2 separate regions of the Mus musculus genome follow, and region 1 is linked to region 2. Evidence: chromatin contacts called from public HiChIP or PLAC-seq data. All regions are on one chromosome and are shown on one strand. Each heading gives the region's core, a stretch centred on a gene start, on an enhancer-like site or on the middle of the called end of the contact. The rest is flanking DNA. Distances are from core to core; before and after follow the strand shown.

Region 1 (3,291 bases), core at 216-2,715, 120 kb after region 2:
AGGGGCAGAGTCAGGGTTTGTTTAGACTGCATTTGTCTCTGCCCTAGTCGTCAGCTTTTACTCAGACCATTCTCTGGTCCCTAGAAACAGTGTGCAAGGGAAATTGAACGGTTCTATGCCCAGGAGGCCTTCCTGACCCCAAGTACCTCTCGCCAAAACAGCACCACCGATTCCAGTGCCTGCTTTCTGCAGACCGGTTCCTCTCCATGGCATGTGTGCTCTGAGTGGAGGGAGGTCTATTTTGTTGGCAAGTGCCCTCGTTAGTAGTAAGGAGAAAGCATGTCCTTGGATGGGCACTGACTGCAGGCATGGCATGCCCACTGCCCCCTCCCTCACATCCCCAGGCTAGAACAGAAAGATCTCCAAGCCTGTCCCCTCTCCATCTCTCCATCCTGCCTCCATTTTCTTCACTATACTCAGAGGCTACTGTTTGGTGCATAGTGGGTCTTCAGATGTGTCTGACTCTCGACATGTTAGCCAAGGTCAAAGCCGTGACGATGGATATGAGAGTCTCTAGAACTCTGCCTAGAGGAAAGAAAAGACCTATAAGGGATTGCCTGTGTTCTGGTTGGATAGGTTAATGGACGTGAATTTAGGCACATAGAAGTCTCACAAGCAGTGGGGATAACCCTTGCTTCTGCAAGGGGACAACCAAGAAGGGTCCCAGGTTCCTCCTGATGACCCCCTGGGTTTCTGTAGCTGTGTAGGTGGCTTCTGTAAGAGCAGGCTCTTGTTCTGGGGGTTGATTTTTATCTCCAAGTGAGCCACCGTTGTAGCTTTCCTGAGATTTGGCCATAGGCTGACCCGGAAGTACTTACATTTGGCATCTGAGTTGAAACTTGCAAGAGTTGGAGAAAAATCAAAGTGATGGAATTTAACCCATCATTTTCACTTTTCAAATATCCCTGGCCTGCCAGCTCTCTGTCCCCTGCTGTATGTTGCTTTAGCTCCTTTAGAGAGCTTGCATCTGGACAGAGTCACCTCATGGCCTTTTGCACATGTAGGGAACACATGTAGACCTGCAGAGCCTGGTAGGCTTGGAAGTTGGCATTTGGATTTTGACAGCGGGTAGTTTTACGGGCACTCAGGGATAGAGGTTCATGCGGCCTTCAGCATCTGAAATGATAGAGGTCACGTGCCATGGCAGCATAATCTTTTCCCGGTCGGGGCTCACAGCCTAGTGTTCCAGATAGGCCCTTCCAGAGTGCTTACTGCGGATTGCATTGTCAGATCCAGCCTTCTCAGGCCTTCTTCATTTGGCCAGGCTTGCTATGTAACCCAAGCTGGCCGCGAACTCGCAGTGATGCTCCTGCTGCGGCCTCACTCTCTCGCTCTGTCTGCAGGATTTCCTACGACCCTGCTCGCTTTCCGAGGTACCTGCCCGAAGCCTACTGCCTGTGCCGAGGCTGCCTGACCGGGCTCTACGGGGAGGAGGACTTCCGCTTTCGCAGCACACCCGTCTTCTCTCCAGCCGTGGTGCTGCGGCGCACAGCGGCCTGCGCGGGCGGCCGCTCTGTGTACGCCGAACACTACATCACCATCCCGGTGGGCTGCACCTGCGTGCCCGAGCCGGACAAGTCCGCGGACAGTGCGAACTCCAGCATGGACAAGCTGCTGCTGGGGCCCGCCGACAGGCCTGCGGGGCGCTGATGCCGGGGACTGCCCGCCATGGCCCAGCTTCCTGCATGCATCAGGTCCCCTGGCCCTGACAAAACCCACCCCATGATCCCTGGCCGCTGCCTAATTTTTCCAAAAGGACAGCTACATAAGCTTTAAATATATTTTTCAAAGTAGACACTACATATCTACAACTATTTTGAATAGTGGCAGAAACTATTTTCATATTAGTAATTTAGAGCAAGCATGTTGTTTTTAAACTTCTTTGATATACAAGCACATCACACACATCCCGTTTTCCTCTAGTAGGATTCTTGAGTGCATAATTGTAGTGCTCAGATGAACTTCCTTCTGCTGCACTGTGCCCTGTCCCTGAGTCTCTCCTGTGGCCCAAGCTTACTAAGGTGATAATGAGTGCTCCGGATCTGGGCACCTAAGGTCTCCAGGTCCCTGGAGAGGGAGGGATGTGGGGGGGCTAGGAACCAAGCGCCCCTTTGTTCTTTAGCTTATGGATGGTCTTAACTTTATAAAGATTAAAGTTTTTGGTGTTATTCTTTCATATTTGAAAGCCACTGGTCTTAATTTGTGGCAAGAGGCGGGATGTGACATCTTAGCCAATTCTCAGGGAGCCCCAAGCACAGATGGGCCGAAGTTGACGGGCTTTTGGATCCAGCCAACCCTGAGAAGGAGGAAGAGGGAGGACCTAGTCTCCGGTGTTAAACTGTGAACTTATTCTCATTTAGGTGTGAAGTCTGCGCCTCCCTCTGCACATTCTTTTGCAGTCACTAAAACAACAGTGGCTGAGGGATTCCCTGGCTGTGTACATTCTATTTCTTTCCAGATTTTGCTTTTGTGAACATGTTTGGACTGTTCGGAGGGAGCCCAGGCCTTCGGACATCCTAAGTAGGATCTCTATCTGTGAGCCACACCCTCTCCTGACTCATTGTCAGAAAAAAAAGTCCTCAGGGAGGTCTCTAGGTCACTGCAGATGTGCCCAGTGGGGGATCTGTCTCCTGCACTCATCACTACACCTGTTTGCCTGTCACAGGCTCCTTGGTGCCACCATCTGGCAAACCTACCAGTGACCCAAAACAAGTCCCATTGACCTTCAGTTGGAACTTCCAGAACTGTGAGCCCAAGTGCACCTTTGCTCTAAATACTTATCTCAGGCACTGTGCTAGAGCCACAGGAAGCTAACACGCTATCTCTTGGATGCTCAGTTCCCGTTACCAAACTCTTGAGCAACAACTGTGGACAAGACACAGGCTCTTTCTTAAACTAAGACAGGAGCTGCCGGAACGGAATTGGTCTGCCGCGTGCGGGCTTTCTTCCGGGCCGCGTTTCTCATCTGGGAAGTGTTACAGCACCGTGTTCTGTCACTGAGTTAAAGTACCTCAGCAACTTGAAGCAGAAAGTTTATCTGCTCAGAGCATCAGACCTTGATGCTGTGGGCTCCTGGCAAAGAACATAAATGGCTGGGGGGCAGATGGTGCCGGGGAAGCAGACAGAGAGGAAAACCCAGAGTCCCCAGATAATCTTCAAAAGCGTGCCTTTAGTGTCTTACCCCTCCAACTGGCCCCACCTCCAGGTTCCACCATCTCCTAAGTGAGAAACTCCAGAAGCAATTCTTTTTATTTATTTATTTAATATTTTTTTATTAGGTATTTTCTTCAT
Region 2 (3,390 bases), core at 595-3,094:
CAAGATCTGGATCACAGATGTACCCTCCATCTCTGGATTGTAGTTCATTCCAGAAATAGTCAAGTTGACAATCACAGATAGCCATCACATGCATTTTGATGGTATTTACCCACCCTCATTACTATCTCTTGTCTTTTTTGCCGTTCTACATCCCCCTATTCCAAAAATACATCTTGCTCACTCACTCACAATCTTACAAACTATCTTTTCTTAGGAATTACTGAATCCCCAGTGTGTATCTCTAGATGGGCATCTTTTTCTGAGCTTTAATGATTATGATGATGCTGGAATCCAAATTAGGGCCTTGAACACGGCAAGCAAATGTTCTAACACTAAGTTACATTCCCAGCCCTCTCCTCTGAGCTTTATATTGTTATATACAATTGCTTACTCAGTATCTCTTCTTGCACATTCTTTAGGCATCTGACACCTGATGTGTTCTCCCTCAAACCTGTTTTTCCTTTAGTGTTCTTCATGTTCACACATGGAACTCTTTCACTCCATACCCACTTCATGGGACTCAGGCTTGTCTGCTACCCATCCCACTTTATATGTAACTAATTACATATGTTGACAGTTTATTTGATAATTAGTGTGGGAACAAATAAGAAAATATGTTGCCTGATGAACCTTTATTTTAACAAAAACATAATGTCTTCTTCTCAGACAAGGACTGGGTACCCTGAATGTACAGTCATTTAAAAAAAAAAAAAGTTCAGTGCTGGACAATGGTGGCACACACCTTTAATCCCAGCACCAAGGAGTTTGAGGCTAGGCTGGTGTACAGAGAGCTCCAGGACATCCAGGGCTACACAGAGAAACCCCGTCTCAAAAGACAAGCAAACAAACAAACAAAAAAAAAAAAAGAAAAAAGAAAAAAGAAAAAGAAAAAGATTGACTCTAGTATTTATCTTTCTTTTTTGAAGTGCAGTAACTTGTGATTCCAGTATTTTTTCTTTCTATATTGAAGTGCAGTAACTTAAAATATCCCCATGATGTTCACTAATTAACGTAACAACTACTTATTGACACACAGTTGCCAGATACTGTCAGTTACTGTACGATATACCCCACTTGCAAGGTAACCTTCTGAATGCTGATACAACACACCTGGATCAGAGATAAAGAGGTTTAGTCTTCAAAACACACCAAGTAGCCCGAACCTGACCAATCTAATAGTTTGTCCCCTACATCTGTCCCCACCCCCATCCGTGGGAGGCTAAGGTGGATGTTACATATTCAATGACTTTCTGACACAACTGAACAATAAAGGTTAGTAAACTTCAGTTTTTTTATAACGGGCTTCAAGTCAACATGCCCAACATTTGCTCCGGAAAGAAATATTATTTTGTCTTTAAGACAGGGTGTCCCCTGCTGGTCTTGTACTCCTGAGCGTCATCTCTACTCCCATTGCAGATGTGCGTCATCATAGCTGGCATTACATTACCTTTACTTTTTAATTTTCAGATTAAATTTATTTAGAGAGAACCCAGACAGGATTAATATGACAAATTTATGGGACGACGCGTACAATTCTACGCAATGTTCCACAGAAAACAGTCTTCCAAGGTTCCCAAGCCGCGTAGTGGCTCTGGGACACATTCTATTCATCCGGGCCATCTTGCTCTGGTCTCCAGCTTTGGGGATGGCTGCCTCGGGGTTCACTCGACCTTGGTTTCCTTCTTGTGATTACTCCTACACCTGTAGCATCTCCTGGACCACCATAAACATTGGGCCAGCCTCGAGAATCACTCCGCTGTTGGCGGACCACAGGTCCCAGCAGCCCTGCACTTCCGGTCACGAGCTTCCGGCCTCGCCCACGCGGCGCGGAGGCCTGTGGGAGCGGCTTCCTTGGAGTCGCGCCTGGCAACGGCTGGGCGTCCCGCTCTGGCCTGCCTAGGATCAGGCGTCGCTTCTTCCCTCGGCCCACTCGTGGTCAGCCCGCTCCTCCTCGGCGCGAGGTAGGAGAAGCGCCCGGCCCCTCGCGGCCACCCTCCCTGCTGCCCTCTCCCTGCCCCGTGCGTGAGCGGCGGCGGGGTCGCGAGGGCAGGCGGGCTGGCGGCGCCCAAGCCCGGCTCCTGGCGACTGCGCTTCCGTAGCCAACACTTGGATGGTGCTCCTCTCAGGGGGTGGACTTCCCGCTCCACCCGGCACGGCTACCCGGGCTAATGTCACACGGCTTGGCGATGCCATGGCAGCAGTGAAACTTTTAGAGTTTCACAGTAGGTTACAGCGAACATTTCTAATACTTGCATCCGGTGAAGCTTTGATTACCTAGTAATCGGGAGTAAAAGCAAAAGTACAGAAAAGAATGAATAAATCACAGTCTTATAAAGATAAAAACATATCTTCTGGGAATTGATTCTAGGACACCCAGTTTCCCTGGATACCAAAGTTCCCAGGTGCTCTTTCACATATATACGATGGTATATTTGTATTGTATATAAGCCATTTTCCCATTTTTGTTATCTTAGACTGTTTATTGCTCTATAATTAATTGTTATGCCTAATTGTTCAGGGAATAATGAAAAGCACGCTCGGGAGGCTGGGGGCGGGGGGGGGGGGGGGGAGCCTGTGCATGTTCAGTTCAGATAAAAAATTTCTCCCAAATGTTTTCAGTTTCTAGTTGGTTGAATCTAAGGATGCACAGACAAAAGATATCTGACTACTGTTTTCCCAAAAGCCTAAAATTCCACTTTTCCTTTTTATCTTCAACTCTGGTTGGTAACTTTGGAGAAACTACAATAGGCATTTTGAGTGTGAACTGTATCAAGGTAGAAGTATATAAAAAGGACTTTGCCATGTAAAATAGTTTCACTGGCAATATTGAAGTGACAGCATCCCAAATTATTTTTGAACCACCTTGGAGAATATAGAAATACTGAGTTGTATTATTTCTTAGCCATTCATAGTTGTTAGTAAAGGATAATTCATTTACTATTTCCTAGCCTTGCTTTCTACATCTTTAAAATTTTGTGTATTCCACTATTGGTCTGTCTCCCAGGTGTGTGTGTGTGTAAATCTGGTTAAAAGCCAGAAGAAAGGTCTAGTTCTAAAAGCTGATTGTTTCAATACCTTATGAATAAACGAAAGTGAGATCAGAAGAGTTTGTAAGGAGGGAGCTTTTGAGTATATGATTTGAAAGTGTGATCGATGGAGCAGCAGCTTCAGCATCCATCCCTTGGGAACCTATTGATCAACATTCTGGGGCTGTGGAGATGCTCAGTTGGCAAAGTGTTTGCTGCAGAAGCCTAAGGTCCTGAGTGATCCCTAGCGCCCACTTAACCTAATGTGGTGGCTGGGGGAGGCAGGAGGATTTGTGCTGCTCACTGGTTAGCTAGCTTGGCTGAATCTGGCCCCAGGTCCTCCTTCCCAGGGGGAGATCTTACC

Evidence for each region. HiChIP or PLAC-seq counts read pairs in DNA pulled down with a chosen protein or histone mark.
Region 1: a contact with region 2 is called in an H3K4me3 HiChIP or PLAC-seq map of embryonic stem cells, with 18 read pairs. The contact joins the enhancer-like site here to the promoter of Ift88 in region 2. A contact is called at or near these places in 3 of 39 promoter capture datasets (the HPC-7 cell line, HPC-7-derived erythroid cells and macrophages), 2 of 484 Hi-C or Micro-C datasets (the G1E-ER4 cell line and the HPC-7 cell line) and 1 of 115 datasets of contacts at active chromatin or transcription factors (embryonic stem cells).

The regions. Positions count from the first base shown.
Region 1 is chr14:57,540,991-57,544,281 of GRCm38.p6, forward strand. It overlaps Il17d (interleukin 17D), which reads left to right. Exons shown (of 3, transcript NM_145837.3): 3 at 1,344-2,176. The coding sequence ends at 1,650. Among named protein-coding and RNA genes, the nearest start is that of Il17d, 18 kb to the left of the region's middle. Within about 2 kb of position 1,466, at least 23 of the 459 cell types and tissues checked have an H3K27ac peak or open chromatin away from gene starts, as enhancers often do. A contact at or near this core is called in embryonic stem cells, where this site is marked.
Region 2 is chr14:57,422,227-57,425,616 of GRCm38.p6, forward strand. It overlaps Ift88 (intraflagellar transport 88), which reads left to right and starts at 1,845. Exons shown (of 26, transcript NM_009376.2): 1 at 1,845-1,961.